Regions from separate parts of the Sus scrofa genome. Here all the other regions are linked to region 1. The links are chromatin contacts, called in public HiChIP or PLAC-seq maps. All regions are on one chromosome and are shown on one strand. Each heading gives the region's core, a stretch centred on a gene start, on an enhancer-like site or on the middle of the called end of the contact. The rest is flanking DNA. Distances are from core to core; before and after follow the strand shown.

Region 1 (6,299 bases), core at 1,245-3,744:
TCCATCACTGACTGAAGCCAAGTCTGTGCCCCTGGAAGGTCAAGCTCAGGACCATCTCCATCACTGCTGTTTCCCCACCACCACTTAGCACAGGGCCTGGAGCAGTGAAGACACTGTGAAGGAATGAATGAACGATGGAATGAAACACAGAATCCCAGGCTAAGGCTTTTGGCTTTTATCCTGAGAGTGATGAGTCATGAAAAGGTTTTGCGGAAGGGAGAAGTGAGGGAAACTCACTGCGGGGAGGAGAGGGGATGGGGTCTCCCAGGGCGGGGCTAGGGCACCTGGTAGCGCCGGATGAGGGCCTCATTCTTCCGCCGAAGAGCCTCGATCCTCTTGTCCAGCTCAGCATCCTTCTCCTCCTTCGATTTCAGATCCAGTGTGGCTGACTGAGAGGGGTAGACAGTTGGGGAAAAAACCTATATCCACCCCAGTGCCATTCAATCCGGTGTTGGGAGAGTCTGAGTCCCCTCCTCCCAAGCCCCCTACCCCATAGCTCAGATCCCAGAGACCACGCCTTCCTTCTCACCATTCTGCTGGTTGAGTGGAGCCAGGGTCCCAGCAAACTTCCCCTGCAGAAAACGCCACTGGGGGTTCCTGAGAGCAGAGGGAACAGGACTAGGCGGATGGCTCTACCCAAGCTGCTTCCTCCTCTCCCAGCCTGGGCTCCTCCGCGCGCACGCACACACACGCACGCGCACACACACACACACACACACACACACACACACACTCACTCCAAGGGAAAGCTAGCCCTCCCTCCCACCATCTCTTCCGGAAGTGCTAGCCCGCCCCTTACCTGGAAAACTTTAGCCCCTGCCCCCTCCCATGGTTTTGGGCCCACCTACTTTCCACGTAAACAACGTAGTCACACCCACCTTGGGAAAGTTTTGACCACGCCCCCATTACTTAGGGAAACATCCGACACTGCTCTCTTCCAAACGAAAATTCTAGTTCAGTCTCCACACCCCTATGCTGGGAGTTTTACCTCGGGTCTCCATCCCAAGAGAGCTTTAGGTAACGAGCCTCTCCCCCGACCTGCACAAGAAAGTTCTAGGCCCAACTCCCTGTGCCCGTTCTGGTGCCGCTCACATCCCCGTTAACAGTCTAGATCTGGCTCTTTCCAAGGAGTTTCAGAACCGTCTCATAACCCCACACTCAAAGAGTCTGAACCGCACTCCTTATTCGCTGCCCCCAGCATCCCAAGAAAGGTGCCCCTGCTTCCCCGCACCCCTATAAAGATTCCCCAAACAGACCCAGTACTCACTGGCGAGGCTTCCTGGGCCTGATGCGACCTCCCTAGAGAATACTGTACCCGCCTCTACACGGTCAAAACTTTCTGGCCCGCCTGCGGCTTTCCAGGGAAAAAGCTCCGTTCTCCAGCCGGTCGGAACGCCACCGGCCCACCCCGGGCAAAGCCAAAACTTTCCGACCCCGCCCGCACGCTCGCGTCAAGAAGCTGTCGCCCCTCAACCCGGCTTCGGATTTTCCCAGCCAACACTCTGGCCCCGCCCCCTAGATCCCCAGGCTGCAACCTAAGCCCGCCCCCTCCTTCTCGCGTTATTACACCAGGCCCGCCTCCAGCTCACGAGTCAACATTTGTGGTCCCTACACGATTTGCCCGGCCAACCTCCTGGCCACGCCCCGGACTCTGCACCCGCCTCGTCGCGCCAATATTTGGCCCCGCCCCCGGCGCGCCCCAAGGCAAGGTTCGAGCTCCACGGCGAGCTTCACCACATTGTGGGGAAGCTCCTGGCGCCTGCAAAACTTTCCGGCTCCACCCTCATCATTCCTAGCCAGTACCTGGCCCCGCCCACAGCTCCCCCGCTTCTTTTTGGCCCTGCCCTCACCGTCGCATCAGCCTCTGGATCCACCCCTGACTTCCAGGACCCACTTTCAGGACAGGAAAAACTTTCTGGCTCCGCCCCCAGCGTTTTCCGCCGGGAGTCCCGGCCCCGCCCGCACCGCTGGCTTCCATTGGCCCCGCCCCCAGCCCCGGCACAACTTTTGGGCCCCGCCCTCAGCTGCCCACCTACACTCCGGACCCGCCCGCAGACTGGCCCACCCCAGCCCTGCCCACCCGCCGACGTTCCGCCCAGCCAGCACCCACCCCTAGCCTCCCTTGTGGGCGTCCAGTCCCCGCCCCCCGCAGAGTATCTGACCCCGCCCCCGCGGGCTGCTCGCTACCCCGCCTGCGCTCGCGCCAGCTCCCCCACGTGGGCATCAGGCCCCGCCCTCTCCGGGCGCGCTCCCGGCCCCCTCCTAGGGTCACCTGTCCCGGAGACCCCGCGGCGTCCGCTACTCCGGCTCCGTCGGCCTCCGCGTCGGCAGCTCCCGGGCCCCGCGCGTCACTTCCGGCCCGCACCACGTGAAGAGGGGAACTAACGAGGGTCACTTCCGGTTGTTCTGGCTCGTTTCCGGGAGCCTTAAAGGCGCCGCTCGCGTCTGGGTAGAGGCGCAAAGTGAGATAAGCGGGTCGACAAGGGTGTTCCGGAAGCTTGCTGTACTGCCTTCTGCCTGAACGACCACCTTCCAGGGGGAGGAGACAGCGTCTTCTCTCTCTGGCCTCTACCTGCTTCCTGTTTCTCCCCTTTCCTGGTTCCAGTAAATCGGCGCCCTGCCCTGGGCAATGATAACCTGGAATCCTGACTTACCAGCTTGTGCAGGGGGTGGATGCTCCCCCACCCTTCTGCTAATGAAACCTTAGAATTAGTTGTAGAGACAAAATTTTCAACCGAAAGAATCCTTCCTTCACCCTCTAAATCAGCGTTGAGGGTGTCCCTAGTGGCCTAGCAGGTTAAGGATCTGGTGGTGTCGGTGCTGTACTTCAGGTTCTATCCCTGGCCTCAGAACTTCCGCGTGGCGGGGACACAGCAAAAAATCAGTCAGCACTGAGTGCCAGGCTCTGTGCTGGGAGGATGGGGAATTGGGCGTGAGGGGGCGTGTCAAAATGATGAACAAGGCAGACCCCATCCCTGTCCTCTTGAGGGAAGACGTAAGTATATGTGAAATAACAGAAAACAAAAATGTGTGAGATGGCTTGCAAGAGGGACGGGAAGAGAGGCTGAGGGTGAGGGGGCTAGGCGCCCAGGCAGAGGACACACAGCCTGTGCTAAGGTCCTGTGATGAGTGAGCTTGGTGCATTCTAGGAATTGCAGAAGCTCAGAGAAAGATCTGCTGGATTGCCTAGAGTCCAGAGGGTAACATGCATTAACCAAAACAAACATAATTAACATGTTATTACAAGTGATAATAAATGTGACAGTGGAGTTCATGTCGTGGCTCAGCGGAAATGAATCCAACTAGGAACCATGAGGTTTTGGGTTCGATCCCTGGCCTCACTCAGTGGGTTAAGGATCCGGCGTTGCCGTGAGCTGTGGTGTAGGTCGCAGATGCAGCTCAGATCCTGCGTTGCTGTGGCTGTGGCGTAGGCCGGTGGCAACAGCTCTGATTAGACCCCTAGCCTGGGAACCTCTATATGTAGTGGGTGCGGCCCTAGAAAAGAACAACAACAACAAAAAGTGATGGGACACCCTTACAGGGGATGACATAAGTGGGAGGCTGGATTCCCTGAGGTGGCCAGTAATTTCATTTTGTGATTTAAATCGTGGAAAAGGGAAGTACCTGGCAATCACCTGCCACTTACATAGTTATTGGGAACAGCCTTTCAGAGACCTTCTCCACGCATATAACTTAATTCTCTTAAAATTCCCCCAAATACCTGCCAAATTCACTATATCATTTTTAGCTCTTTATTCAAATGTCACCTCCTCTTAGGGGCCTTCCTTAAAACCACCCATTTGAAAATTACATACTTCTCATCCTTTTTCCTCTTCCAATTTTTTTTTTTTTCTCTTTCTGCCTTTTCTAGGGCCTCTCCTGCGGCATATGGAGGTTCCCAGGCTGGGGTCTAATTGGAGCTTAGCCGCCAGCCTACACCAGAGCCACAGCAACGCAGGATCCGAGCCGCGTCTGCAACCTACACCACAGCTCACGGCAACGCCGGATCGTTAACCCACTGAGCAAGGCCAGGGATCGAACCCGCAACCTCATGATTCCTAGTCGGATTCGTTAACCACTGCGCCACGACGGGAACTCCAAGAAAAAAGATTCTTAACTTAGGAGTTCCCTGGTGGCCTAACAGTTTAGCTTTGGCATTGTCACTGCTGTGGCTCAGCAAATTCCAAAGCCTCCCACTCAACCCAAAAAAAAAAAAAAAAAGATTCTTAATCGTATCTGAAAAGTCCCTTTTGCCAGGTAAGATAACATTCACAGTCTCCCGAAGGTGGACATCTTTGGGAGTCACTATTCAGCCCGCTCTCCACCCAACAGCCCAGTGGGGCAGACATGATTATTATCATTTTACAGATGAGGACACGAAGGCTCAGAGACATTAAGGAACTTCCCCACGGTCCCACAGCTCGGGTGGCAGAGCTGGGATCTGAACCTGGTCCCAGAGTCCAAGATCTCACCTGCTCTCCTCACTGTCTCTCTGGGGTTGGCAGCCTCCCAGGGCTCAAATCCCAGGTTGGCCACTGAACAACCTGGGCCCTTGCATCAAAGCTGGGGTTGTCTATGTCACTGCTATGTCCCCAGCACTCTCCAGCCCAGGGCCATGCACACAGTAGGTCTCGATATATGTTGCATGACTGTGACCCAGTTCTCAGGGAACTTCTCAGCCTCCCAAACCCATTAGACCAACACGTCCCAACCCCAGGGGATCCCACTTTTCATAACGCCCCTTTTCCTAGCCTGAAAGGAGATGTACAGACAGCATGTCTTACCTCCATACATCTTTCCTTTTTTTGGCTGCAGTGTGCAGCAGCTTGATATGGTTCTCAGTTCCCAGACCAGGGATTGAACCCATGCCACTGCAGTGACAACACCAGATCCTTAACCCTTAGGCCACCGGGGAACTCCCCATCATTTAAAAAAATATAAGAACCTGACTGCAACATAAAGGCAAAATTTAAGTATATTAAATCAATATATACATAAAAATCCATTAGTCCAGGAGTTCCCACTGTGGCACAACGGGATCGATGACCAACGGTATCTTGGCAGCAGTGGGACACAGATTCGATCCCCGGCCCGGCACAGTGGGTTGAGGATCCAGCATTGCCGCCACTGTGGGGTAGGCTGAAACTGTGACTCGGATCTGATCCCTGGCCAGGGCACTCTATATGCCACGGGGAGGCCAAAAAAAAAAAAAAAAAATAGCATTAGTCCAGCTATACTGGAAAACATAGAGTCACTTGGAGTTCCATGGTGGTGCAGAAGGTTAAGGATCCGGCCTTGTCACTACTTGAGCTCTGGTTTACTGCTGTGGTGAGGGTTCGATCCTTGGCCCGGGAACTTTTGCATGTTGCTGGTGAGGCCAAAAAAAAAAAGAGTCAAATGCATTCCCATACTTGTAATGAATATGTCTGAGTACATGAGAATTCGAAAAATCATCAGTGGAATATTGTCAACAGCCTTTTGCTATATTTGAGACTTTGAGAAAGGGCTGCGAGTGTGTGTCTGTGTATGTATCTATACGCAGCTTGGGTGCGGCAGGCAGGATGGTGGCAGACCATCACGAGACGCTGAGGAGAGTCACTTGATGTGACCTTGACATCAGAAGTGGAAGTGCAGTGGAGACATGAAACTTTGATTGATTTCTAAACAAAACAAGGTACAATTATCGCTTGAAAGAAGACTTTGCATCCCTGGAAAATTCACGCTCTGTTAAAACCATGCAAATAATACTTGAGAATGGCTCAAATTAAAGGGCCCAAGGAAGTTTCCTTGGGATGAAGCAGGTTAAGGATCCAGTGTTGTCACTGCAGTGGCTTGGGTTGCTGCTATGTCATAGGTTCGACTCCCAGCCCAGGATTTTTTTTGGGGGGTGGGGGCTGTTGCTGCCCCACGGCATATGGAAGTCCCAGGCCAGGGATAAGAGCTGAGCTGCAGCTGTGGCAACACTGCATCCTTTAGCCCGCTATGCAGGGCTGGAGATTGGTGCTGGTGCTGCAGACATGCCCCTGATCCTGTTTCATCCACAGCGGGAACTCCAGGCCTGGGAATTTTGACACATCACAGGTGCAGCCAAAGAAAAAGGGGGGGGGGACGACAATGTCAAAACTTGCCGAGGGCGTGGAGCAACTGCAACTCTCAGGGCAGGAGGAGAAGGAAGGTAAAATGCTCCAATCGCTGTGAGGTACCACTGGGCAGGGTCTCCTACACAGGCGCCTATGAGCCAGCAGATCCACAAAGGGATTTATCCAACAGCACTGCATACACGTGTTCCCCGAAAGACG
Region 2 (6,299 bases), core at 1,697-4,196, 440 kb after region 1:
CCCAACTGTAAGGACTTAAAATCCCTTCACTGGGGCAAAGTGGATGAAATGATGATTTTAAAGGATCATAATATGTCAACAGTTCTAGCTGCTCGTGATGTGCCAGACCCTGTTCTAAGAACTCTACTGATACTGGAGTTCCCTTTGTGGCTCAGCAATTAATGAACCTGACTAGAATCCATGAGGATTCGGGTTTGATCCCTGGCTTCCCTCAGTGGGTTAAGGATCCCGCGTTGCTGGAAGGTGTGGTGTAGGTCTCAGACGTGGCTCGGATCCCATGTTGCTGTGGCTGTGGCGCAGGCCAACGGCTGTAGCTCTGATTGGACCCCAGCCTGGGAACTTCCATATGCCACAGATAAGGCCCTAAAAAAAAAAGAAAAGAAAAAAGAAATTTAGCAATACTAACTTATTTAATCTTTGTGTTATGATCACATTTGAAGATGAGGAAACTGAGGTTCAGAAAGGTAAAGTCACTTGCTTGAGGTCACACAGCTGGGAGGTGGCAGACCCAGGATTTGACCTGGAAGCGGGCTCCAGAGTTGTTTTTTGTTTTGTTTTGTTTTTTTAGGGCCGCACCCACAGCATATGGAAGTTCTGAGGCTAGGGGTTGAACCCAAGCTGCAGCTACAGGCCTATGCCACAGCCGCAGCAACGTGGGATCCTCAACCCACTGAGCAAGGCCAGGGATCGCACCAGCATCCTCACGGATACTAGTCAGATTTGTTACCACTAGTATTTAAGCCACGATGGAAACTCCTCAAGAGTTGTGCTTTTAACCAATAAAAGCTGTCTCTCTTGGGTGCATAAAGACAGTCCATTCTCAGCCTATCTTTAGCGAGATAACCCCTGTCCCCAGCCCTGACCTGACAGGTGCTTTCAAAGCTGAATATGGCACTTTAATTAATTAGTTCAACGTCGTTAACTCAACAAAGAGATATTTATTGAGTGCCCTCTGTGTTCTGGGGACACAGGATGAACCAGGCGGTTGTTGGACAGGCCCTCCAGAGGGAGGAAGATAGATAAAACCATGAAAATGACTTACTGACAGGGCAGGAAACCAGCAGGGGGCGTGAGAGAGAAAAAGGTGGCCATGGGAGGAGAGAACACTTAAGCTGAGATTTTGTCTCTCCTCTCCCCACAAAACAATGTAAGTGGGTCCAGATTCTGCCCTGGCTTGAACCTCAACTGCTGCATCTGTAGAATGGGAATGTGATGGGTAGAGCAAATGAGTGATATGTAGAAAAACCTTTGGGGACAAGGGCAGTTCCCACGAGTGCTGGTGACACTGAGGGGCTGCTTACCTCCTAGGGTGCAGGCTGACGGAACTCCAAGGGGGTGGTTCCAGCCCAGCTCAGCTGCACTGCTGAAGGAAGATGAACCAGAAAACCCCAAATCAACCAACTTCACACAACAGGGCACAATTTCATCTTATGAAATCTCATAAGCTCAGGCAGGCATCACCTACCTGAAGCATCTTAGCAGTGAAAGGAAGGCTGTCATAGCAACCTATACCCATCCCTTCTTTCGTGAATGTGTCCAGAAAGGTAGGGGTAGAAGTGATAGAAGGTGTTACCATGACAACCCCTTCCCTAGACACATTACATTCTGAGAGACAATCCTAAAATGTCTTCTACCTTGGTGGGCCTGGTTCTAGGGTCATTGGAAGGCAGAGTGCCCCCATTACCATAGTACCCAGGACTTGGCTCTGCCAGTTTCTCACCTCCCTAGGGATAGCCCGCATCTTGTAACCATAACAACTACTCCTCAGCAGAGCATCTCCTCCTCTAAATAAAAACACCTGGCTGGTCCAAGGCCCTCCCACCATGGGAAAGGGGGAGATGGTTACCATGGTAATGCCAACCAGGAGGCTGGGGAGAGGGGCTGGGAAAGAGATGTTTCCCTCAGCAGTGTCCTTGGGGCCAGGCTCCTTTCTACCTGAGCGCTAGGTGAGGTTGCCATAGTAACCAAGGAGGGTAGGGGCCGAAGGACCACCGGGGACTTGGGTGACCTTAGCAACCTCCTATAGGTAGGTGCAGGGCCAGGAGAGGTGGAGCTCCAGGACCATAAAGGTGGAGGGGAAGGGAGGCTAAGGGTGTCCCCGACTGAGGAAGAGTTACCATGACAACCGCCCCGGGCCAGGAATCAGGATGGGGCCATCGGTGAAACCACCCCTGGTGGTCGCCCTTTCTCTCAAAGAGGGACGGTGATCTAGGAGAGTGGTGTTTGGGTCTGGAGAGGGCTAGAATCTTTCTTTGGGGTGAAGCCGGAGGAGGGGTACAGGAAGCGGCCCCTCCCAAAGTCCTGCGCTTCCTAAGGGGTCTGGGTCGCGTTTGCCCTCCTCCAGGCGCGCGCCCCTCCTCGCCCCTCCATGCGCGCGCCTTGGGGGTCGACCCGGGTGGGCGAGGCGCGCGCCCGACATCGTTCCCGGCACCGGCCCCCCCGGCCCCCGCCGAGCGCGCGCTCGAGGGCTGGCGCGGCCGCGCAGGCGCGCGAAGCACAGCGGGCGCGCGGGCCGGCCCCGGGGCCTCCATGATGGAGGAGCGAGCGGCCGCCGCTGCCGCCGCCGCCGCTTCCTCCAGCCGCCCACTCGGCTCCGGCGCGGGCCCGGGCCCGACGGGGGCGGCTCCGGTCTCTGCCCCCGCCCCCGGGCCCGGCCCGGCTGCCAAGGGAGGCGGCGGCGGAGGCAGCCCCGGCCCCACGGCGGGGCCGGAGCCCCTGAGCCTGCCGGGGATCCTACACTTTATCCAGCACGAGTGGGCGCGCTTCGAAGCGGAGAAGGCCCGCTGGGAGGCGGAGCGCGCCGAGTTACAGGTGAGCGCCGCGCCGAGTTACAGGTGAGCGCCGCCCAGGGACCCTCGACCCCCCCGCCCGGCCCGGCCCGGCCCGGCCTCACCCGCCGCTGCCGCCGCCGCCATCTTGGAGCAATGGCCGCCGGGACTGCCGGGGGGGGGCGGGAGGGGACCGCGACCGGCCCGCAGACGGAGTGAGGGGCCGTCCGAGGGGGGTCCTGAGGGCTCCTGGGCGGCTGGAGACGGGAGGGGGGCCCAGGGGCTGGAGGGCCCGACCGGGGCAGCCAAGAGAAAGGGCGCAGGGGACCAGAACCGGCTGGGAGTGGGAGTGGGGGTGAACGGACTGGCCGAAGGGTCCCTGAGAGAGTGGCCTCGGGGACCCGAGCGGACCCCAAGAGAACTCGGCCAAGGGTGATGAGAGGGCATGGAGGGGTCTTGTACGGGAGTGAGCAAAGAACATGCAGGGTGCTGAGGGAGTCACACTCCGTCCCCGTTGGAGGTGGAGCCCGGCGGGCCCCGGGTGGGAAGAGGGGACGTTGGGGGGACTTGGGACTCGCCGGAGTCGAGAGCAGGTCGGGGCTGGGCTCCCTTGTGAGTAGGGAGAGGAAGTCAGGGAGCTCAGGACGGGTTTGTTTCGGAGTGTTAGGACGGCGGGGACTGAAAGATGGCTCTGCCGGGACTCCGGGGAGGAGAGCGAGGTCTCGGGGGTGTCAGATGAAGGTGTGTGCCCCTTCCCTCTGAGGAGGAAACTTTGTGGAGCCTTGGCAGTGCGTCGCTACCGCCTCCCGGGAAGGGATCCCGGGGGTGGAATCATGGAGGGGGCCAGGACGTGCCCCAGGAGCCTGTGCTGGAAGAGCTTGAGAGCCGAGAAACTCTTCGGGGATGTGGGAGATGGGGGGACTCCCGCCCAGAGATGGGAGGTGTGGAAGATGTCAGGTGCAGAGCCCCGACCTGGAATGAGAGGAGGTCGGCCGTGTCCAGCGGTGGAGCTGGGGCGTGGGGTGAAGACACGAGGAATTGGCCGAATCTGGGGGTGGCGGGGAGCATTTTGTAGAGCAGGAAGGCAGCCAGAGGAAGAATCTCACAAAGATCCTGGGGTGGGGGGTAGTGTTTGTGGAAGTTTCTGGGAAAGGACTCTGGTTTGTGGAGTAGCTTGAGGGAGGGCTGTACCCCTGGGATGATGTTTGGAAGGCGCCGAGGAGCTGGGCTGGGTTTTGTGACCTTGAGAGATGTGGGTCCGTTTGCTGGGTGTCCCTAGGAGCCTGGGTATCAGAATTGTGAGGATTTTAAGGGTTCTAAGGATGTGCTGCCAGGAGTCTGAGGGGTCCTGGTCTGTGGTGTTATCAGCAGAAGTCAGCGCCTGCTTCTAGCATCTTTCCCCCTCTGATTTGCTGTTTCCTGTCTAGGAGAGGTGGGGACTGAAAGAAACACCTGGTTAGAATTTTGTCCATGGGATGAATAGAGAGAGCATCCCGCAATTCTCCCACCCCTGTAGGGATCCTGGCTCTGTGGTAGCTGAGGCTTGGTGCTGGGGGGGTTGGGTGGGAGAGAAATCCTTATGCAAGTACCCCTTGTTTTTGTGTTCCATCTCTCCTTCCAGAGCTCTTTCCCAGAGTACGTCTTTTTAGATCTTCTTAGTACCCCTTCATGTAGGCAGGGCCAGTGTCCTTGCCCTCGCTCAGCAGCTGCTATCGCAGCTGCTGTTTATTGAGCACATACTATGTGCCAGGCATTGTGTCAGGCACTTTAAATAAATCCTTGCAACCTTCTGGGAGGGTAAGTGATATTCCCCCCCTTCCCTCCCCTTTAAAGAAATCAAGCAGAAGAGGAAGTGGAGGCTTTGAGCAGGTCAGTGATTTATCTAGACTCATAGCCTGTGGGTGGCAGAGGTGGTCTGTGGGCTTTCGAGCCCATGCGTTATACTTCTCTGATGCCCAGGACAGAGGAGAAGCCTGTTCCAGGAAGTTCTGGCCTCTGCGGGAACGTCCAAGCAGTCACAGCAGACCTGGGGTTAAATCTTGGTGCTTGGTGTCTGGGACTTCACACCTGTGCAGCCTGCAGCACCCCCCAACCCACCTCCTCATCTTTGAGACAAACAAGAGAAAAGATGTGTCTGTTCCCCTCCTTAGTGGTCTTCTTGGGCTTTGGGAGAAAGTTGTGGATAGCACCCGCTTAGACGCTCCTTTGTCTAGCCTCCGGCGCCACTCACTTTGTTTTCTTTTGTTCTGTTATGTTAGCGCACATTCAAAGCGCTCAGGCATCTGTGTGCACATATTACATACATGTGAGTGAAGGGGACCCCCGTCCCTTTCCTGACCTGCTCCCTAACTCGCCTCCCCAACTGTTTTCTGTGAAAGTAGTTCAGCTCCATGTGTGTAATATATGAGATCATATCATGTGTATCATTTTGTGACCTTTTTTCCCACATAGTCATGCGTCTTGGTGTTCCTTTCATATCAGCACAGAGAGCAATACTCACTGTTTTTGAAAACTATATTCCACTGGTGTTTGTATCCCAGCTCATTTAATTGGAGCCCTCTTGATGGAATTTTAGGTTGTTTGCAGCAAATATCCTTGTATCCCCGCGTGAGTACAGCAGAAGAGACGGGTGGAGGGGGTGGAACAGGAGAAGAGGTGTGTTTATGAAGCGGGGACTGGGTCTGGCAGGTTGCCCCGCATTTACACTCGCATCAGCAGCACCTCTTTTTATACACTTTGACTTGAGCACTTATCACTTAGAGAGGTGCGACTTCTCCTGTGAGATCCTTTAAGGCCTGGACTGTATCAGATTTTTCCAGTTCTGAATACCTTTTCTCCAAATAGCTGAGTGCAGCTGCTCCTGGCACAGGACCTGTGTGCAGTCAGTGTGTGGGGAATGGCAGAAAACACAGCCTTGTGAGGTCCTGCCAGGAGGCGCCCAAGAATTCAAGCAGGGAGGCAGCATCAGCACAGGTGATAATGAGCAGGACTTTGCCCAGTGGGGGGATTCTGAGAAGGAGATGACGCAGTTTCTGCCATTCAGAAACTTCCAGGCTGATGGAAGAGACTGGTTTGTGCAGGAGGCTACAGAGACCTCTGCACGGTCACACGGTAGAGGTGTTTTTTTTTTTTTTTGTCTTTTTGCCATTTCTTGGGCCGCTCCCGCGGCATATGGAGGTTCCCAGGCTAGGGGTCAAATCAGAGCTGCAGCCACCAGCCTACGCCAGAGCCACAGCAATGTGGGATCCCAGCCGCGTCTGCAACCTACACCACAGCTCACGGCAACGCTGGATCCTTAACCCACTGAGCAAGGGCAGGGATCGAACCCTCAACCTCATGGTTCCTAGTCGGATTTGTTAACCACTGCGCCACGACGGGAACTCCCACGGTAAAGGTTTTGACTGTGTGGCTCTGTGCATGATCCGTGGCTCTTCTGGGAAGGGATGTGAGCTCTCTGAGGACAAGAGGAAGCTCAGGGTGGGGCACGTGGGTCTGAACTGGACATTTCACGTAGGGCAGCGGCAGGGAGCT
Region 3 (6,299 bases), core at 1,934-4,433, 400 kb after region 1:
TCCTCCTCCTCCTCCACCTTTTAGGGCCGCACCTGCGGCCTATGGAAGTTCAAGGCTAGGGGGCAAATCGGAGCTGCAGCTGCCAGCCTACATCACAGCCACAGCAACGCTGGATCCTTAGCCCACTGAGCAAGGCCAGGGATCCAGCCCACATCCTCATGGGTACTAGTCGGGTTTGTTACTCCTGAGCCCCAAGGCAAAGTCCTATACACTCTCAAATCCACACGGGAGGATTTCTTTGGTGGCCTAGCAAGTTAAGGATCCATTGTTATTACTGCTGTGGCTCAGGTCACTGCTGTGGTGGGGGTTCTATCCCTGGTCTGGGAACGTCCAAATACCAACAAAATATATATATGTATATATATTTGCACTGTCTCTAGGACATATGGGGAAACTGAGGCTCAGCTGCTAAGTGGTGGGGCCAGGATTCGAACAAATGTCCGTGTGGCTTCAGTGCCCTTGCCCTCGGTGTCTAGCATAGAACCAAGCACGTGGGAGTTTAACATGCATTTGTTAAATGCAGATGATTTCATATGAGGAGGGTGGGATGGGGGCCAGGGACTTTCTGAAGCAGGTGGCATTGCAGCTGGGAAGATTTGGGAAGACAGAGTGTCTGAGAGACACAAGGAGGAGGTTCTCAAGGCCACTTGTGCCTGGGGGGCCAGTTCTTCAGATCCTGGGCATATTCTCAGCTCAGTTTGGCCCTAATGCCTCAGATCCTGCAGGATGTCATCACAAGCTCGCAAAAGTCCTTCCCACGCAGGCTTAGGTAGGGCCCATGGTGACCCAGGGACCAGGAGGACTAGCTAACCACCAGGGCCCAGAAGCAGCTGGAACTGGTCAGGGGCCCAAATACTATTCTTCAATAATAATGACAGCAGTTCCCTTCATGGCTCAGTGGTCAACGGACTGGACTAGGATCTATGAGGATGCGGGTTCGATCCTTGGCCTTACTCCGTGGGTTAAGGATCTGGCATTGTCGTAAGCTGTGGTGTAGGTCACAGACACGCCTCGGATCTGGTGCTGCTGTGGCTGTGGCGTAGGCTGGCGGCTACAGCTCCGATTCGACCCCTCCCCTGGGAACCATATGCCACAGATGTGGCCCTAAAAAGCAAAGCGAAACAAAACAAATACAACGCCCCCCCCACCCCCCAAAAAAACTTGTGCCAAAGCAGCAACCCAAGCCGTGGCAGTGACAGGCCTCATTCTAACCTGTTGCATCACCAGAGAAGTCTGATATGGTGACTCTTCCCATTTTACAGATTTGGAACCAGGCACATAGAAGTGGTAACTTGCTTGAGGCCCCATGGCTGCTTCAGTAGGAAGCTCCTGAGAGGATCACTTTATCTTTAGTCTCTGAGCAAGTGTGAACACCTGATATTTTATCAGATAGCTGGCTGGGTGGGGAAGGAATTAGGATTTCAATAGGAGGCAGGGAGGCACAGGGACTCACAACTGGTTCTCTTTAAGGTTAGAGCCTGGAGAGGCAGGCTTTCAACACCTAGCCTCCCCAGGTGTGGCCTCAAGGCCAGTGAATTGCCCTCACCATAAGCCCCAGTTTTGCCCATCTGGAGAATGGGTATAGTGGTGGATCCAACCTCACTAAGCAATTATGAAGATTCCAATGAAATCAGGCATATGCATTTGTCACAAGGCAGCAAATGTCACTTACAGTTTGTGCATTTTGTGGGGAAAAAAAAGGACTACATACAAATACTGAACTCTGATTAATAAATGGGGACTTGGAGTTCCCATCCTGGTGCAGCAGAAATGAATCCGACTAGGAACCATGAGGCTGAGGGTTTGATCCCTGGCCTCGCTCAGTGGGTTAAGGATCTGGCGTTGCCGTGAGCTGTGGTTCAGGTCACCGACGCAGCTTGGATCTGTCTGGCGTTGCTGTGGCTGTTGCGTAGCTGGCAGCTGTAGCTCCAATTAGACCCCTAGCCCGGGAACCTCCACATGCTTTAGAGGCGACGCTAAAAAGACAAAAGAAAAAAAAGAAAAGAAAAAAAAGTATGGTGAAATAGTTGCAGCCTTTGGGTAGTGGGTATATGGATGTTTACTGTAAAATTCTTTAATTTTTTTGGCTTGAAATTTTTCATAATAAAAACGGGGACATATTTGGTGAAAGTAAAAGTATTAACAGTTGTTAAACTGAATTTTTATTATTTGATTTTATATTTTATTTTAATGGCCGCACCTGCATCATATGGACGTTCCCAGGCTAGGGGTCAAATCAGAGCTGCAGGCCTATGCCACAGTCACGGCAACACCAGATCCCAGCCACATCTGCGAGCTAACGTTTCAGGGTGACTCCTTAACCCACTGAGCCACATAGGGAACTCCTTGAATTACAATTTTAATGGATAAATTGCAAATTGCATACCTAGACAGAAGTGGATTACAATCCTAGTAAAGCCATAATTGAACGTGTGGGGCTCTGAACCGAGAAACTTTATTTTTCAAATTATTAGCACTGTTGTTTTTTTGTCTTTTTGCCATTTCTTGGGCTGCTCCGGGGGCACATGGGAGGTTCCCAGGCTAGGGGTCTAATTGTTGCTGTAACCACCAGTCTATGCCAGGGTCACAGCAACGCAGGATCCGAGCCACGTCTGCGACCTACACCACAGCTCACGGCAACGCCGGATCGTTAACCCACTGAGCAAGGCCAGGGATCGAACCCGCAACCTCATGGTTCCTAGTCGTTAACCACTGCGCCACGACGGGAAGTCCCTCAAATTATTAGCACTGTTAAATAAATCACTCCATCTCATTTAAATCTTACACCAATTAAGTGAGGGATCTGCATTTTACATTAGAGGAATTGACATTGTGAGAAGGGGCAAAAGACCGGAATGACGCCCTTAGGAGGCTAAATTGATCTGCAGATGAGCCGCCCCGCGGATAATCGGCACTTTGTACAAACAACTCACGCCAGGAACTTTGGTAGTTTAAACGCCCCAACCCAATACCCGATCCTTTGGCGGGAAAAAGCCTCCTCCCAACGCCCCGCCCCCTCGAACCCGGTCCCGGGTCCCGCGCCCCTATTGTTATTCTGCCTTCTATCTGGGGTGGCTGGGCCCTACTCAGGCCTAAGCCCCGCCCTGGAGGGCTCTGAACATGCCTCAGCCAATCGGCTCGCCCCGTGGGTGGGTCCCGGCTCTAACAAGCCTGGTCCGGGTTCTTAATTCTGGCAGCTTCCGCCGAGCGGGCTGAAAGCCACGCGGCAAGCCGGGGAGGTCTGGTCTCAGCTAACAGCTGTTCCCTCCCGGGATTCTGGACCGCTGCCTTAGCGACCCAGGGGCCGAGCTCTGACCCCTCGGACCCAAAAGCCTGGCCCCCACTTCTTCCTGGAGCTCTGTCTTCCAGCCCCCGGGCTCAAGCTCCCCAGCCCTCGGTTTCCAGGACCCAGGCACCCCAGTTTCCCGCCTCCCGGATCCACGCGTCCGAGATCTGCGCCACCCGGACCTAGCCTCTTGAAGACGGTCGTCGTCTGGAGCTTTTCGGAGCCAAGGACCCTAGGTCGCTGGTTGAGAAACTCTTTCTTCCCAACCCTCAGGACCAGAAACCCCAGGGGCTCGCTCCCACTTCCCAGCTTTCGAGCGCCAGACGCAAACGAAGAGCGGAGGAGCCCCAGCGCCCAGCCTAGGGCATCTCAAACACTCACGCTTCCGAGAGCCAAGAACTTCAGCGCCGTGAACTCGCAGCTCCAAGGAACCTTCCAAAGTTCCAGCCTCCAGGCTCTGTTAACTCCGTTCTAAGGAACGTCAGCGTCTTGGAAAGGAGCCCCAAGTGCTCCCAGCTTCCAGGCGTTAAGGAACCCCGGGGCGTCCGTCATGGTGGCCGAGACGCCCAAGGCCGACCCCAAGGCGTTCGCGGCGGCGGAGCCCACCGCCAACGGGGTCTCGGCCTTGATCCCCATAGAAGATTCGGACGCGGGAAAAGACGGCTGCTGCGGTTCCCGGGACCAGGTGCGCCGCTGCCTTCGCGCCAACTTGTTGGTGCTCCTGACCGTGGTGGCAGTGGTGGCGGGCGTGGCGCTGGGGCTAGGGGTGTCGGGGGCCGGCGGCGCACTAGCGCTGGGCCCCGCGCGCCTGGCGGCCTTCGCCTTCCCGGGCGAGATGCTCCTGCGCCTGCTAAAGATGATCATCTTGCCGCTGGTGGTGTGCAGTCTCATCGGCGGCGCCGCCAGCCTGGACCCGAGCTCGCTCGGCCGCCTGGGCGCCTGGGCGCTGCTCTTTTTCCTGGTCACCACACTGCTCGCGTCGGCGCTCGGCGTGGGCTTGGCGCTCGCGGTGCAGCCGGGCGCCGCCTTCGCCGCCATCAACGCCTCGGTCGGGGCCCCCGGCTCGGTGGAAAAGGCCCCCAGCAAGGAGGTGCTCGATTCGTTCCTGGATCTTGTGAGGTCAGACCCTGCCCTGCCCACCCGGTGGAGGGGTGGGGGGGAAGGGGGCGCTTCGGGCATGTGGAAAGGGGCCGTGTGCTGGGGTTGATGGGAGTGGCCACTCGGACAGGACGGGGGTTTGGGGTCCTCTGGGGCCAGGACAGCCCCAGGGCCCCGGGAAAACGGGATGGAGTAATTGGAGAAGTTCCGGCCCCTCGTAGGGTATAGAGGGCTTGGGTATGCAAGCGGGCCCCACAGGAAGGGGATAGGCATGGAAGCCGTCTAGAGGGAGAAGGAGTGACCCTGGGGGGATTGAGGGGACATAAGAGGGTCTTTTCTGTGGGGAGAGGATCCCGAGGGGATCTTGGAAGGGGATCTTTGGCTGGCCAATAACGATTCAAGTCCAGGGTCTGGGTACAAGTTTTGGGAGCCTTGAGTAAGAGGTCCCTGGAGAACCTGAGGACATCAGAGTGACCTCTTCCCAGTCCCAGGCTTCCCCATACCACGTGTCACCTAGACAAAGCCAGGTCCTTGTCTCAGCCTCTCTTCCCCACCCAGTTCAGCTGGCCTGGACCCTGGCTTCCCCTTTATATGTTCCCGGTATGTCGAGCCACTTCTGCAAACTTTCCAGCCCATTTCCTACTCTGTCTGATCTTCCCCTCGCACTAGTCTGCCCGGAAAGGGGGCCTGATTCTTTTCCTTCTGGCTTCAGCTCTCCGCCCCTCAAAACTTCCCCACTTTTAAGGAAGGCAGACTGCTGAGTCCACATGGCCTTGCCTTTGAGGTCTGCTGATTCAGTGTTTCCAGGTTGGTTGGGGACTTCCTGGAAGTGGGGCGAGGAAGTGATGAGTCACGGAACTGGGTTCCCCCAGCCTCTAGAGGCATCAACGCAGGCAGAGAGGGGAGACTCTGCGGAGGCGTAATATCCAGAAGTTACAGAGTGTAGGTAACCTCCTGGCCGGCGGAGATTAGCTAGGTCCTGACCCAGCCCTGGCTAGCCTGGGTGGATACAGGCCGACTAGCAGGCCGGCACACCCACTCGAAGGCTGTTTATGTGTGCAAGCTTTTTTTCCCCTTTTGCCAGAATCGATGTAACTCACTTGGCCAGACACTTGGTGACTTAGCTGGAACATCTCAGAGCCACACACAACACACAACTCTCTTTTTTTTTTTTTTGGCTGAGCCTGCGGCCTGCAGAAATTCCCGGGCCAGGGATTGAACCCACGCCACAGCTGTAACCAGAGCCACAGCTGTGACAATGCCAGATCCTTACCCCCTGTGCCACAAGGGGACACCCCACACAACTGTATAAGCAGCGCACACACAGCTGGACCCAGGCACACAGACACTCCCCCGACAGCTGTGACATCTCACATGGGCTTATGCACACACACACACACACACACACACACACACACACCGGCAACAGCTGCACACTGCATCATTGGTGAGAGGGAGGATTCGAGGTTGCCCAGTGGTTAGGACTATGGAGCCAGCTGGCGAGTTCAAATCTCAGCCGCTTCCTAGCAAGGCATGTTTCATCACCTTTCAGCACCTCAGTGTGCTCTCCTGTGAAGTGGGACTAACAGTGCACAGCCCTGAGGGCTGTCGTGAGGATTAAATGGGTCAATTTCTATAAAGCACTTAGTGCAGCGCCCACAGACGCCTTGGCTGTGGTTTTTGCTTCACCCTGAGACACACGGGGCCCTTGTCCAACCCCCTTACCTGCTCAGTGGGGTTTAAGGCATGCTGCTGCACACTTAATCACACTCAGACACCCTTGCCCAGGCGTGGCCACGGAAACACAGAGGCACAGTCATGACAACACAGCCACCCTTGTCACTTTCTCACTACCTCTTCCCAACACACCCACATCTTCCCTATAGCCTGCAACCCACCCCAGGGGGGGCCCCCC
Region 4 (6,299 bases), core at 1,419-3,918, 380 kb before region 1:
GCGCTTTCTGCCTTGACTTCTAAGCCCAAGACTGAAAAGATCTCGAGGACAAAACCCACCTCCTTCCCGCTGTCATGGGACCTCGTGAAAGTGACCTGGCTGCTCTGCGCCTCCAAAATGAGACCGTCTGATTCCTCCTTCACAGGGTCGGGGGGAGATGTAATCACGGCCGACCGCCGTCTGAACCACACGGGGCACGTGCTTACGAGCGGGTTTCTTTCCAGAGGAAGCGCTACCTCACTGCCCGGTCCTCGGGGGTTGAATTCCGTTATGTGGAACCGTGGATACAGGGAGGGGGCTCTTAAAAATTACCCCCGGATTTCTGACTGTGTGGAGGCTCTGCTCCCCCAACCCCTGCACTGTTCAAGGGTCCTCACTGCATCTCAGGAGCCCCAGTACTGGGATCCCCTGCGAAACCGCACTTCACTGCCATCCTCCCTTTCTGTTTTCTTTTCTTTTTACACCCAAAGCAAAATCTGTAACTACTTCCCACCTGTTCGCCAGGGCAGGTACCTGCTGCCATGCCCGCTGTTCACCAAGCAGATCTACTTACGTTGGTGAAAGTTGACTTCTTTCATTAACCCTTTCTTACCGGCTCATGCCAAGATTCCTGTTCCTCAGAGATCCCCTCATTTTCCTTAGACTGGACCCCTTGACCGATCTCATTCATGTTCAGAAGGATATTCTGGAGTTCTCGTTGTGGCTCAGCGGAAACGAATCTAACATCCAGGACGCAGGTTCGATCCCCGGCCTCGCTCAGTGGGTTAAGGATCCGGCATTGCCGTGAGCTGTGGTGTGGGCCGCAGACCTCACATAAGCCAGCAGCTACAGCTCTAATGCGACCCCTAGCCTGGGAACCTCCATGTGCCACAGGTGTGGCCCTAAAAAGAAAGGAAAAGAAAGAAAGAAAGGTTATCCTGCTGTTATAGCAGCCTGACTTTTGCTCATGAAAGCAGATGGACCTCTTAGCTTTTCTACCCCCTCCTTAAAGCAGATGGCTTACTCTGTCTGTTTTTCTAGACATTGACAATAAACCCTGCCACTCACCAAAACAAACCCTAACATGCTTCTCCTCCACTAGTGTCTGCATGTCCCCACGCTGCATCTTGGCAGATTAAAGCAAGCATGTTAAAACGAGTTTCATACCTTCTCTATCAACTTGATACTTCTGCTCTATTTTATTTTTTTTTTTAGGGCCACACCCATGCATATGGAAGTTCCCAGGCAAGGGGTCAAATTGGAGCTACACTGCCGGCCTACACCACAGCCACAGCCACGCCAGATCTGAGCCACACCTGTGACATACACCACAGCTCATGTCAATGACGGATCCTTAACCCACCGAGCAGGGCCAGGGATCGAACGTACGTCCTCAGCGATGCTAGTCAGATTCATTACTGATGAGCCACCATGGGCACTCCCTTCTGTTCTCTTTAAAGCATACCTCACTAACCAAAACGGGCCTGATTTCTCACCCCCCAGCCTTGACTTGCTTTTCTGCAAATTAACCTCCTAATTTATGTCTTATTTACTCATCGGCGCACACTGCTGCTGGCTTCTCTGGCCACTGAGATCTCCAAAACCTCAAAAAGAAAATGAGTTCTTGAAGGTAGTTGCTAACTTGCGTTTTTTTGGCCACATCTGCAACATGCGGAAGTTCGTAGGCCAGGGATCAAACCCACACCACAGCCATGACCTGCGCCCCAACAGTGACAAAGCCAGATCCATAACCTGCTAGGCCGCCAGGGAACTCCTCTAGCTTGCTTTCTGTTCATTCCAGGCCTTCTAGTCTACAGTAAAGACCCTTTTCAGCAGCTGTTTGTCACCCAAGCCACATCATTAACACAGATTCTTTCACAAGTTGAGATGAACTAGATAACGACTAATCGTGACCACACGATGCCACCCTTCCTCACCTTTATTCTTGGAGCCAGTGTCCACGAAGAAGAGTTTTTCATCCGGGGCCTCTGATATCAAGCCACTGGGAAATGCAAACGCAGAATATCAGCCACAGAAGTTGGGAGGAAGCAAACTGCTGCAGAAGGTGCAGATTTAACCCCTCAGGGCCCAGCTATCCCATTATGCTCATTCGGACACGCTCTTCCCCCATGAGACCCCTCCAGGTCAGGGCCCCATCCCTCCACTTTGCGGAACTTAATACTTAAAACGCGCTAAGCTTGGGTGGGGGCGAGGGGCACAGTAATACTAGAATGTATTCGTTGTTTACCTAGGTTCTAATTTAACTGGGAGTCTTCTAACCGGTAAACCTATCACGTCCCCATCCCCGCCACTTCCCAGCGCTGCCGGGACCCGCGCTTCCTGACCCCCGGAAGTCCCCCCAGCAGCTCGGCCTCGCACCCCGCCACCCAGAACCAGGCTCAGCTCCCGGAAGTCCCGCCCCACGCACCCGCTCGTGCGCTCCTGCAGCCGCACGTCCTCCAGGAACTGGTCGACCTCCAGTCCCAGCGGCTCCTGAGCGAGCCGCCGCCACCCCCGCTTCTTATTTCTTGGGCCTCGCCGCCGCCGCCTCAAGGCTGGGTCCACCGAAGTGGGCCGCAGCCCCAGGAAGCCAGAGTCGGCCTCGCTTTTTGAGCAGCGCGCACCGCCAGCGGCACTACTTCCCGCCGCCATCTTGTTAAAGGAAGCACTTGGCCGCCAGCACCCTGAAAGTCGACTTCGCGCATGCGCGCGCCGGCCCCCCGCCCTCTCCCATGACCTCCTTCCGGTGGCCGCCATCTTGGTAAGGTGGCTGGAGCCGCAGAGGGGCGTGGAGGCCGCCCTTCTTCCTCTGTTATTCGGGTCAGATCCAGGTTGTAAGTTTGGGGCTCTAGCTCTCAGCGACGCACCTCTCCCGGCCGCCCAGGGATACTTTTAAAATCTGAGTATTATTTTTAATTTTTTTATTTCAAAACAATCTAGTTTTCTTAAGAAAAGTTAGAACCATGACAGATTTGGCACAAGACACGTTCCAGTCTCAAAATGCGTCTTTCCACGTTCCAACCCTAAGAATCTTGGAAATCCGAGAGCTTTTTGAATGTCAAGGTTGGGAACACAGAAGGTTACATGCGAGGAATGTTAGAAACTCTAGAAGCGCAGGCTCCGAATGAGTCTTTTCTAAGCTACGGAGCAGTGCTTCATTTGCTTCATCTGTGAAATGGGGGCGGTAATGGTACATCTGCCTCATAGGTTATTCTGGAGCTAAAACAGGGTAATACATACAAAGCCCTTAAGGTTGTGCGTGGCATCTCATTGTTAGCTATTGTTACTGCCTCACTCCCTGAGATTTCATCTTACAATCAATTTTTGCTGTTTACAAATAAGGAAGGAAGCTCAGGGGCCCTGGCAACCATCCATAGGGATCGAGAGCCTCCTAAAGGCCGTTCTCCACTCGAGAAGGAAAAAGGTACAGAGCGGGAAGGCGCCACGCAGCGCAACTCCGCATCGGGAAGGTGATAGGCCCGGATTGTGGCCCTTGGAGACCTGATCACCTACCACCTGGGACCGGGATTGCAGTCGCCACCAGCCAGCCTTGCTGCAGGGTGTCCGCCAGGGGGCGCCGGGAGCTGCGCCACCGCGCGAGCGTGGGCGGGAAGGGCGCGAGGCCAGCGTGTCCCGGGGCGCCGTGGGTGTGGCCCTGGGTGTGAGTCGGCGGACCGCGAGCGGGGTCCGCTGCAGAGCGGAGGCCAGAGCCCCCGGGCGTGAGCGAGCGCACACTTGGCGGTCCTGTTGGGCAGCGTCCCCTCCTCCCCTCCGAGTGCCCGTTGGTCCCCAGTGTTACGTGTCAAGAGCTGTGTACCTAGGTTGGGTGGACGAGGGCGGGGGCGCGCGCGCGCGGGCGCCCCAGGGCTTGGTTCCCAGGCCCCCGCGGCAGGAGGTAGAAGGGAGGGATGTCCCGGAGGGAGGGCCCCAGAGAAACTTTTCTTTGGAAAATATGTCGGTCTGGCCCCCAGCCCGGGCCTGAGTCATCAGGCTCCCGCCGCATTGAGTCATGGCCTCCACCCCGGAGAGCCTGGAGGGGAGCCCCCCTGAGGTCCTGCCCTGGGCTCTCCTTCCCAGGGGGTTGCAGGGAGAGCGATCCCGCCCCCCAGCCCATCCCAAGACAGCCCGACTCCCTCAGGGAAAGAAGCCTTGGCTTTATTTGCACTGTGGGAACCGTTCCTATTATGCTCACAGGCCCTTCCCAGGCATGAGGTGAGGGGTGATGGGAGCGGGAATCCCAGCCAGCACCCTGGAGGGGCATGGGCCCCATCTATGTTGCTCTTCTCCATCTTTTCCGTGGGGTCCCCCACCAAGGTCAAGCACTAATATGTGGTGAAGGCAGGAAAATGCGTGTGTAGGGGGGTGAGGGTGCCCTGTAGGGGAGGGGGGGCTGTAGCACCAAGAGCCCCTCCCCCCACGACGTCCCTGAAAAGGAGTCTAAAAATAACGTCCTGGGGCCTTAGTTTCTGGCAGGGACTCCACTTAAATATGGCCTGATGGTGGCTCGGGAGGCTGTCTAAAATTCGCAGTCTAAAATTCGGACCACCAGCTGTGGGGAGCCTGAGGGGTCGGGGGAGCAGGCTGGGCTTTCAATCCAGGGCAGGTGAGCAGAGACAGAAGTCGGGGGGGCAGGGAGGAGCAGGAAGGGTGGGAGGACCGGGCTTTCCCCTTATTAAAGAAAGGGGTGCGACCTGAACTGGGGCAAGGGGCTAAGAGGGGTGCAGCTGAGGAAGTAGGAGGTTGCGTCTCCCCTCTGAGCCCCCAGTGGTCCCGAGGCCAGGATGGAGTGGAGGGTCCTTGCCTGGCAGGGCAAGAAGGAGCCAGGGGTGGGAGGTGGGGGGAGGCCTGTCTCTTAGTCATTTCAACCAAGTGGCCGCTCACTTGTGGGGAGAGGGGATCAGAATCAGGGATCAGACTGGTTAGGGCTGGTGTGTGTGTGTGTGTCTTTGAGTGACTCTGCAGGCGCTCTCTCCTGAGAAAGCGGGCTCCACGAGGGCTCTCTGCTGTAATCCCCAGTGTAGGAAGGAGCCCTGAACATATGAACAGAGTAGATGCTCAATAAATATTTGAATGAATGATGCATGGACGGATGCCTGCGTGTGTGTGTGCGTGTGTGTTCGTGTCCGAGTGTGCCAGGTGTATGTGAGCACAGAGGTGTGAAGGGTGGGCAGAGAAACCTAGCCCCTCCCATGGTGCCCCCTGTCTGGCGGCGGAGGGCAGAGGGACGCCCCTCCTTACAGCTGGGGGAGTGGGCAGGCGGGGTGCGCGTGCGCCAGGGTGGGGAGCCACAGCAGGGCGAGTGGGAGGGAGGGCTGGCAGGCAGGCGGCCGGCTCACTCGGCCGAGCCCTTGTGGCGCCGCTTGGAGGGCGGCACCAGGCGGCGGGGCAGGTTGGTGGGCAGCCCGTGGCCCTCGAGCTTGGCCTCGATGAGGTGGCTGGCCAGCGCGAACTCCTCGTCGTCCAGCATGCCGTCTCGGTCGACGTCGCTCAGCTTCCAGATGCGGCCCAGCACAGAGTTGGGCAGCTTGGTGCCCACCATCCAGGTCTTGGCCTTGGTGCCACTCAGCTTGCCATCAGCCGGCGCCAGGTTATAAAAGATCTCGTCGTATTTGGACTTGTCCTTGGTCACCACCCACTCGGCCTCGTCATCCGAGCCCTCCTCGCCGTCCTCCAGGGCCTCATCGGGCCCCCGCTCCACGAAGGGGCCCATGTGGGTGCCCTCGAAGGCACCCCCCTGCACGCCCACCTCCGTGCTCTCCAGCTCCTCCTGCCGGAGCAGGGGCATGAGCTTGGCGATGTCGTGTGTCAGCATCTCATCCAGCGCCTCCAGCAGTTTCGGCTTTAGCGAGTGGAACTTGGTGAAGTCGTGAGCCATCAGCAGCTCCTGGGGGCAGGGAGACACGGAGAGGTCAGGGGGCACCGTCCCTTGGCCCCCCAGCCCCGCACTGGCTCCAGGACCCCGGGCAGCTCTTGATCAAGAGGTGCAGGTGCTCCTGCCTTGGCGCAGTGGGATGGGCGGCATCTTGGGAGCCCCTGGGAAGCAGGTTCAATCCCCTGCCCTGGCACAGTGGGTTAAGGATCCGGCATTGCTGCATCTGAGGGTTAGGTTGAAATTTTGGCTCAGATCCCATCCCTGGCCTGGGAATTCCATATGCAACGAGGCAACGAAAGAGGGAGAAAGAGAGAGGGGGGAGGAAGGAAGGGAGGGAGGGAGGGAAAAGAAAGAGAGAAAGAAAAGAGGTGCAGAGGCATTTGAACACCCTGTCCGCTTGGGTCCCCACTGCTCAGAAGAGACTTGGCAAAGGGTCCCACAGGCGCCC
Region 5 (6,299 bases), core at 1,779-4,278, 270 kb before region 1:
TGCGAGGCGGGGCGGGGGGGGGGTCCCTCTAAGGGTCGTCCCCCAGCTCTGCTGACACCTGTGGAGCCCCTCATCCCTGCAGTTGGGGCTGGAGTTCCCGCTCAGCCATGGGACACATGTCCTCTGGACTCAGTTTCCTCGTCTGTAAAATGGCACCATCGCCTGTATTACTGCCCCCCCAGCCCTTTTCCCTCAGCCCAGTCCCCCAGTCAGGGCTGAAGGGGGCCCCAGTTCCAGGAGCTGGAGGGAGAGTGTCCCCAAAGTGGACTTGGTGGCAGGCAGTCCTCACCCACCACAGGGAATTGCTCCAGGAAGGGTGCCGTTTGGCATTGGCCCTAAAGTGCCCAGCACCCAACACTCGTACTCATCCCGACGGGCGCGCCATATTCCACATGCTGAGGGAGAAATAAAAATAACACGTTTGGGGAAAACTTTGAGCCACTGCAAGGTCAGTTAGGGAAATTAAAATTATCCGCAACTGCAGACAGGAGACCCAGGACCGGTGAGCAAATGACCTGCCTGAGGGGACAGAGTCGGACCGGGAGTGTGAGCCCAGGCCAAGGGGAGAATGAATGGGCAGGGGAGGGTCACGCCGGAGGCCACGGGGCAGAGTGGTGAAGGTCCCCAACAGCTCGGCTTCCCTCCCAGCAGGGCTGAGGAGGTCCCAGCTCAGGTGGAGGAAGAGGAGAATGACAGTGGGGCCAATTACCGAGGACCCCCCAAGCCCCACCCGGCGAGGCCTGGGGCCCCCCTTCTCCTGACTCGCACACCTCCAACCCTCAGCTCTCACAGGCAAACAAGCGCTCTGCTCCGGCCACAGGTGAAGGCATCCTGGCCCCCTCCTAGCTTCCCCACACTCCCGACCCCTTCCCCAAACCAGCACTCAAGGGGAAAAACAATTCAGCGGCTCCTTCCTGCCATCATTTACATCTGACACCCAACTGATGCCAAAGGGACAAAGTGCCAAAGAGGGGTGTGGGAGAACCTAACAGTTCCGAGCTGTGTCCGAAAAACGTGAGCCGATTACACATCAGGGCTGTGTGACCCTAGGCCAGTCACTTCGCCTCTCTGAGCCTCCATGAGCCTGTCTGCAAAATGGGAGTAACGTAACTGACCCTACTTCCTCCTGGGGCTGTGGTTGGTGCAGGCACTAGCAGTAGCCTCTCTCTAACAACCTCTGGGGTGTGATTTCCCGCTTCTAGGGGTGGGCAAGGCTGGGGGAGGGCGGGGTAAGTAAGTACAGGGCTTCAGTCCCACTGGACACTGACACGTGGGAAGGGGGTGGTTCCTGAGCTGTCCACCTCCCCTGTTCTCCCACAGCCCCCCCACCCCCCAGGTCAAAGACACCTCACCTCAGGTGAGGGGACAGGTTGCAAACACAGAGAATTTATCAGCAATCTCAGGCCTGGAGTCCAGGGTGTTTCTAAAAACTGTTGCCCTGACGAGTAGCGGCTGGGAAAGGAGGCGTGCGGAAAAGCAAACACTCAAAAACATCCCCCGACTGTGCCACTATAGGAGGGGCTGTGTGACAAAAGGGGCTGCCGCTCCGGGCAGAAGGCTGGGCACGAGCTGCGGCCCACAGTCTGGGAACATCAGAGGGCTGGGACCTGTCACCCCAGCCTCCCGGGGAGAGCTGACACAGCGGCCTCTGACCCCACCTCCCCGGGAAGTTCAGCTGCTCAGAACCACAAAGCAAAACAAAGGGGTGCGGAGATAGGAAGGAGCCGCGCTGCCTTCCAGCCACCGCTGCCTCCCGGGCCCTCCCGCGGCTCCTCGCCCGGGTGGCCGCTGGCCGCGGACCAAGGCCCGGGCAGCCCCTGGTCCCTTGTCTCCCCGAGGCCGCCGGGTGACAGGAGCCGGAGAAGCAGCCGAGGGGCGGCCAGGGATGGGAAAACCAGATGGCTCCATCCCTCCTCCCTCCTCCTCCATCCTTCCCTCCGGGTGCCCGCGGCCTGGCCGCCCTCCGCAGGGGCCCGGGGAGGCCTCGGGCCCGGCTCGTCCGGGCTCACCCCAGGGAAAGGGTTGCCTTTGTCTAAAGGTCACCACCCGAGCGCGGTGCCCGGGCTGGGCCTGGTGCCTCCCATTCCCGGGCCGAGGGGGAGGAGATGGGGGGCCACCCCAAATCTCGGGAGGTGACAGGGGTAAGGCTCCACTCCCTCCTCCCCCCACCCCCCGCAACGGCCCCCTCCGGGACCAGCCAGCTAGCGGGGGGGGGGGTCAACTCCTTTCACTGCTGGGGGGTGGGGGACCAAGTCAACTCCTTTCATTGTTTAGGGGCGGTGGGGAGGGGGAGACCCAGTGGCCTCCTTCCGCATCCATCCCTTCCCAGCCTGCCGGAGGCCCCGTTTCTTCCCGGCACCCCCAGGAGGGATGAGAGGAGGGGGCGCAGGGGACGGGCGAGAGGGGGAGATGAAGGCTCGCCGGCTCCGACAGGGAAGCCACCATCCGCTGCCCCATTGCCCTCCTCTTTCCCGAAAGGCGAGGAGCAGGGCGAGGGGAGGAGGCCCCCGGGCCGGGGGAGGGGGGGTCTCCCCGCCCCTCCCCCCGTGGAACGTTAGGTCTCGTTTTTCCGCCGCTCCATTGTATCCCCGGCAGCCGGCGGGAGGGCCGGGGAGGCACCGGGCGCCGGGTTTGGGCAGAGGAACCCGGGGTGGGGGGTGGGGGTCCCCGCAGGATCGGGGCGGCGGTGATGGTGGGAGAGACGCGAGGAGTCGGGGGGGGGGCTACCGGGGGTGGTGGGCGCCGAGCAAAAAAAGAGGCAGCGGGCGCTGCGCCCCGGTTGGGGGGCTGAGTGTGTGAGTGTCGGGGGGTGGGTTCGGCCCCGGCTCCGGCTCCCCCCACACACACCCTCGCCGCCAACCCCCACTCCCCCCTCGCTTTTGCGCCCTGTCACAGCCCCGACTCGCAGGTAGAGAGAGTTAAGAGATTTAAAGAGAAATTGCTACATTGTGAGAAACTCACCCTGATGTTTGAGCAGCCGTCGGCGCGGGGTCTCCGAGACGGCCCCGCACGGGCTGCAAAGGGAGGACCCAGAAGGGGCCGACCGGCCGGGCCGGTCAGCGCACTGCCTGATCGCATGGCGGCCGCCCGGCAGCCTCCGCCAGGCCCCTGCCGCCGCCCCGCGCCGCGGCCCGGGCGCCCCGGACCCGCGCCCGCTCCGGGCAGGACCCCTCGGGTTTGCAAAAAAAAAAAAAAAAATTTTTTTTTTAATTAAATGCAAAAGAAAAAAAAAAAACCTTGCAGGTTTTGTGTCCCGCCCCCCCTCTCCTCCTCCTCCTCCTCCTCCTCCCTCCGCCCTCGCCGGGGGACGAGCTTGGAGGAGGCCCCGCCCCGCGACTCGGCAAACCAGCTACCGCTCTGGGCGCGGAGCGGCGGGCCCGCCAGCGAATGGGAGGCTGCGGACGCCCCGGGAGGGTGACCTCCGCACCGGCACCGCCCCCTCCCTCGCTCAAGTCCCGGGGGTTCGGGGCGCGTCTTCCCAGGCTCCGTTGGAGCCTCCCGACTACATCGAGCGATGTTCTGGACTAGGGGGGAAGGCTAAACGGATTCGCACTCCCGGATCCCGGGCGACCGGCCCGGCTGGGGAGGGGGCTCCGTGCGCCCCGGCCGCGCCCCGACGCTGGGGACGGTCGCCGGGTAGGAGAACGCGTCCAAGGGGAGCGCCGAAGGTTCGAAAAGGTAGCGGGAGTCGTGGATGGAGAAGGGAGGCCCCGCAGGTGGAATCTCGAAGGAGCCGGGAGTCGGAGCCAAAAAGCTGGAAGGCTGGGGAGCGGGGGCGGTGCTTTGGGGACACAGGCCTGGACCCCAAACGCGGCTCGCTCACTCACCTCTGTCGGTTCTCTGAGCTGCCGCGGCCTGGAGGCGGGCGCCGGGGAAGCGGATCCGACCTCTCTTAGAACCTCTCCTCGAGGTCTCTCGGGCCGCGCAGATGGGATTCCCAGAAGCCCCGGGACGCCTCGGTGGTGTTGGGTCTGCTTCCGCCCCGCCGGGCCGAGAACGCCTTGCGGGCGTGACACTCAGATGGGCGCGTTTCTTCGGCGAACGCATGCTGAGCGCCTACTGTGTGCCCTGCGCCGGGCTCGGAGCCCAACGAGGACCCAGATAGCTACGAGCTACCCTCCCCAAGCGCTCAGGCCGAGGCGGCTTATATTCTGGTCGCTTAATACCTTCAGTTTCCCCGGTTCCCTGAAAAGCTAGGCGCATACCCCACGAAGCTGCTCAATACATGTGTGTTGAATAAATAAGTGATTGAGAGCTATGTGTTTTTAAGCTTTAGATCTGATCCTAGTTTCTCGGCGGCACTACTGTTATTTACGAGACCACGGAGGTAAAGGGCCCTGACTCAAACCCGGGAGCTCCTGGTTCCCATCCTGCCACTTGTTTACTGTGTGACCTTGGGCAAATGACTTCACCTCTCCGCTCCTCCATTTCCAAGAAGAAATCAATACTAGGTCTCACTTAGAGGGTTAGTAGGAGAAAATGACTTCTCTCGGAGAGCGGAACCTGACAGGAAGCGCCAGATAAGTGCAGACCGTTATTATTATTGATTATTATATAAAAAGGGAACCTGATCAACTCCAGAACTTAACACACGCATTGCTCCAAACAGAAAACAGTGGTCAATCTATGACTAACGTGGTGGTCATCCGCCACCCACTGAGATAGGGGACCCTTAGGGAACAGCCATATACACAGACATTATTTTGGAGCAGCTTTATTATTTGTTGGCTAAGATTGACACTCAGTTACACAGCTTGAATCCTGTCTCGATGGCTTTTTTCCAGTCTTCACCAGGAAGAGACCCTCAGTCACCTCTATCTAGAGACCTTTAGTTAGTCCCATCTTACGGGCGTAGAAAACTAAACTGGCCCAAAGAGGGAAAGTGTTTTGCCCAAGCTCCCACAAGCAGGAAGTGAGACCTGATCTGAGCCAGGTGCCACTCCTGGCTCTCAGAGCTGCTGACCCTGGGGAACCTCAGAACTTGGGAACTGACTGGGGTTCCAAGTTAGCAGATTTGAGGCGCTGCAGGGGATGACTGTCCAAGTTCACTCATCCAGGAAGTATTGTTGATGAGTATCTAGTGTGGGTGGGGAATATAGTGTCACCCTGGTTCCTGCCCCATCGATACCCCTACCCCACCCCCACCCCCAGCCACTGTCTATTAGGGGATACAGACAATGAGAAAATAAGCAAATAGGTCTCTTAGCCTGTTTCCCTGGCCCTCAGTGGCAGGTTCCAGGCTTCCAGTGGCATTACGCCTGCTACACATACCCCCCAAAATAGTGTACCCAGCACTTAGTGCTCAAGAAAGGTATGCTAGGAGTTCCTCTTGTGGCTCAGTGGTAACAAACACAACTAATATCCCTGGCCTCATTCAGTGGGATAAGGATCCAGAGTTGCCATGAGCTAAATTGTAGGTTGCAGATGTTCAGATCCCATTGTGGCTGTGGCTGTGGCTGTGGTGTAGGCCAGCAGCTGCAGTTCTGATTTGCCCCCTAGCCTGGGAGCCTAGGAACTTACATATGCCGTGGGTTCAGCCCTAAAAAGCAAAAAAAAAAAAAAGAAAGAAAAGTTCTGCTAAACAATGAGATAATGCCCACACAAACAGGCATTCTCCATCTCTTAGGAAGATGGTCTGAAGACCAGGAGGCTTGTATTGTGCCTGGGTGTGAAAGAAGCCCCCAATCTGGCCATGGCTGGCAAAGCCCTGGGAGGTCAAACATCCAAGGCCAGAGGAGAGGTCGACATGGTCCCCAAATTTTAAGAGACCTGCTCTTCTTGGGGGGGGGCAACCCTTCCCTTTGAGAATCAGATGCAAGACGTGAGTTCTAGGTTAGGAGTAGAGGTGATGGTGAAACCCTAAGTGATTCAGCAACTTGCCCCAGGGATACCAAGCCAGGGTAGGGACTAATGCAGTCACCCATGTTCACTCACTTTGTCCCTTAGTCACCAGCAAACCTGGGCAAAGTCCCGTCTCCAGCTCCTTCATGCAGTGGGACTGTAGACTCAGACACCAAAATCCACCCCCGATATTTTATTTTCTTATTTACTTACTTATTTTTCCCTCCCAATATTTTATTACGAACATTTTCAAATAGGAAAAAATGAAAGAAATATGATAGTGACCATCTCAATACCCAGCACCTCGATTCAACTATCAGTATATTACTCTATTTGCTTTCTCACACATCTGAGCATCTATCCACCCATCAAACCCACTTCATTTTTGGACACATTGCAGACATCTGTTTATTTCTCCCCAAACACACCATCAACCAGGTAAGCCTAACTTCCCACTG

Evidence for each region. HiChIP or PLAC-seq counts read pairs in DNA pulled down with a chosen protein or histone mark.
Region 2: a contact with region 1 is called in an H3K27ac HiChIP or PLAC-seq map of alveolar macrophages. The contact joins the promoter of FKRP here to the promoter of CCDC9 in region 1. A contact is called at or near these places in 1 of 5 promoter capture datasets (fetal skeletal muscle) and 2 of 2 datasets of contacts at active chromatin or transcription factors (alveolar macrophages and skeletal muscle).
Region 3: a contact with region 1 is called in an H3K27ac HiChIP or PLAC-seq map of alveolar macrophages. The contact joins the promoter of SLC1A5 here to the promoter of CCDC9 in region 1.
Region 4: a contact with region 1 is called in an H3K27ac HiChIP or PLAC-seq map of alveolar macrophages. The contact joins the promoter of NOP53 here to the promoter of CCDC9 in region 1. A contact is called at or near these places in 1 of 5 promoter capture datasets (liver), 1 of 47 Hi-C or Micro-C datasets (skeletal muscle) and 1 of 2 datasets of contacts at active chromatin or transcription factors (alveolar macrophages).
Region 5: a contact with region 1 is called in an H3K27ac HiChIP or PLAC-seq map of alveolar macrophages. The contact joins the promoter of BICRA here to the promoter of CCDC9 in region 1. A contact is called at or near these places in 1 of 5 promoter capture datasets (liver), 2 of 47 Hi-C or Micro-C datasets (liver and mesenteric adipose tissue) and 1 of 2 datasets of contacts at active chromatin or transcription factors (alveolar macrophages).

What each region holds. Positions count from the first base shown.
Region 1 is chr6:53,061,372-53,067,670 of Sscrofa11.1, reverse strand. CCDC9 (coiled-coil domain-containing protein 9) reads right to left here and starts at 2,494. Exons shown (of 15, transcript XM_021094629.1): 1 at 2,273-2,494; 2 at 530-597; 3 at 285-389. The coding sequence starts at 532.
Region 2 is chr6:52,624,113-52,630,411 of Sscrofa11.1, reverse strand. FKRP (fukutin-related protein) reads right to left here and starts at 2,946. Exons shown (of 2, transcript XM_021094618.1): 1 at 2,894-2,946; 2 at 1-1,363. STRN4 (striatin-4) reads left to right here and starts at 2,502. Exons shown (of 17, transcript XM_021094615.1): 1 at 2,502-2,811. The coding sequence starts at 2,530.
Region 3 is chr6:52,658,348-52,664,646 of Sscrofa11.1, reverse strand. It overlaps SLC1A5 (neutral amino acid transporter B(0)), which reads left to right and starts at 3,183. Exons shown (of 8, transcript XM_003127238.5): 1 at 3,183-4,405. The coding sequence starts at 3,837.
Region 4 is chr6:53,439,822-53,446,120 of Sscrofa11.1, reverse strand. It overlaps NOP53 (glioma tumor suppressor candidate region gene 2 protein), which reads right to left and starts at 2,668. Exons shown (of 12, transcript XM_021094646.1): 1 at 2,408-2,668; 2 at 1,917-1,981. The coding sequence starts at 2,631. It overlaps EHD2 (EH domain-containing protein 2), which reads right to left. Exons shown (of 6, transcript XM_003355959.4): 6 at 4,114-5,863. The coding sequence ends at 5,312.
Region 5 is chr6:53,335,895-53,342,193 of Sscrofa11.1, reverse strand. BICRA (glioma tumor suppressor candidate region gene 1 protein) reads right to left here and starts at 3,028. Exons shown (of 17, transcript XM_021094645.1): 1 at 2,962-3,028.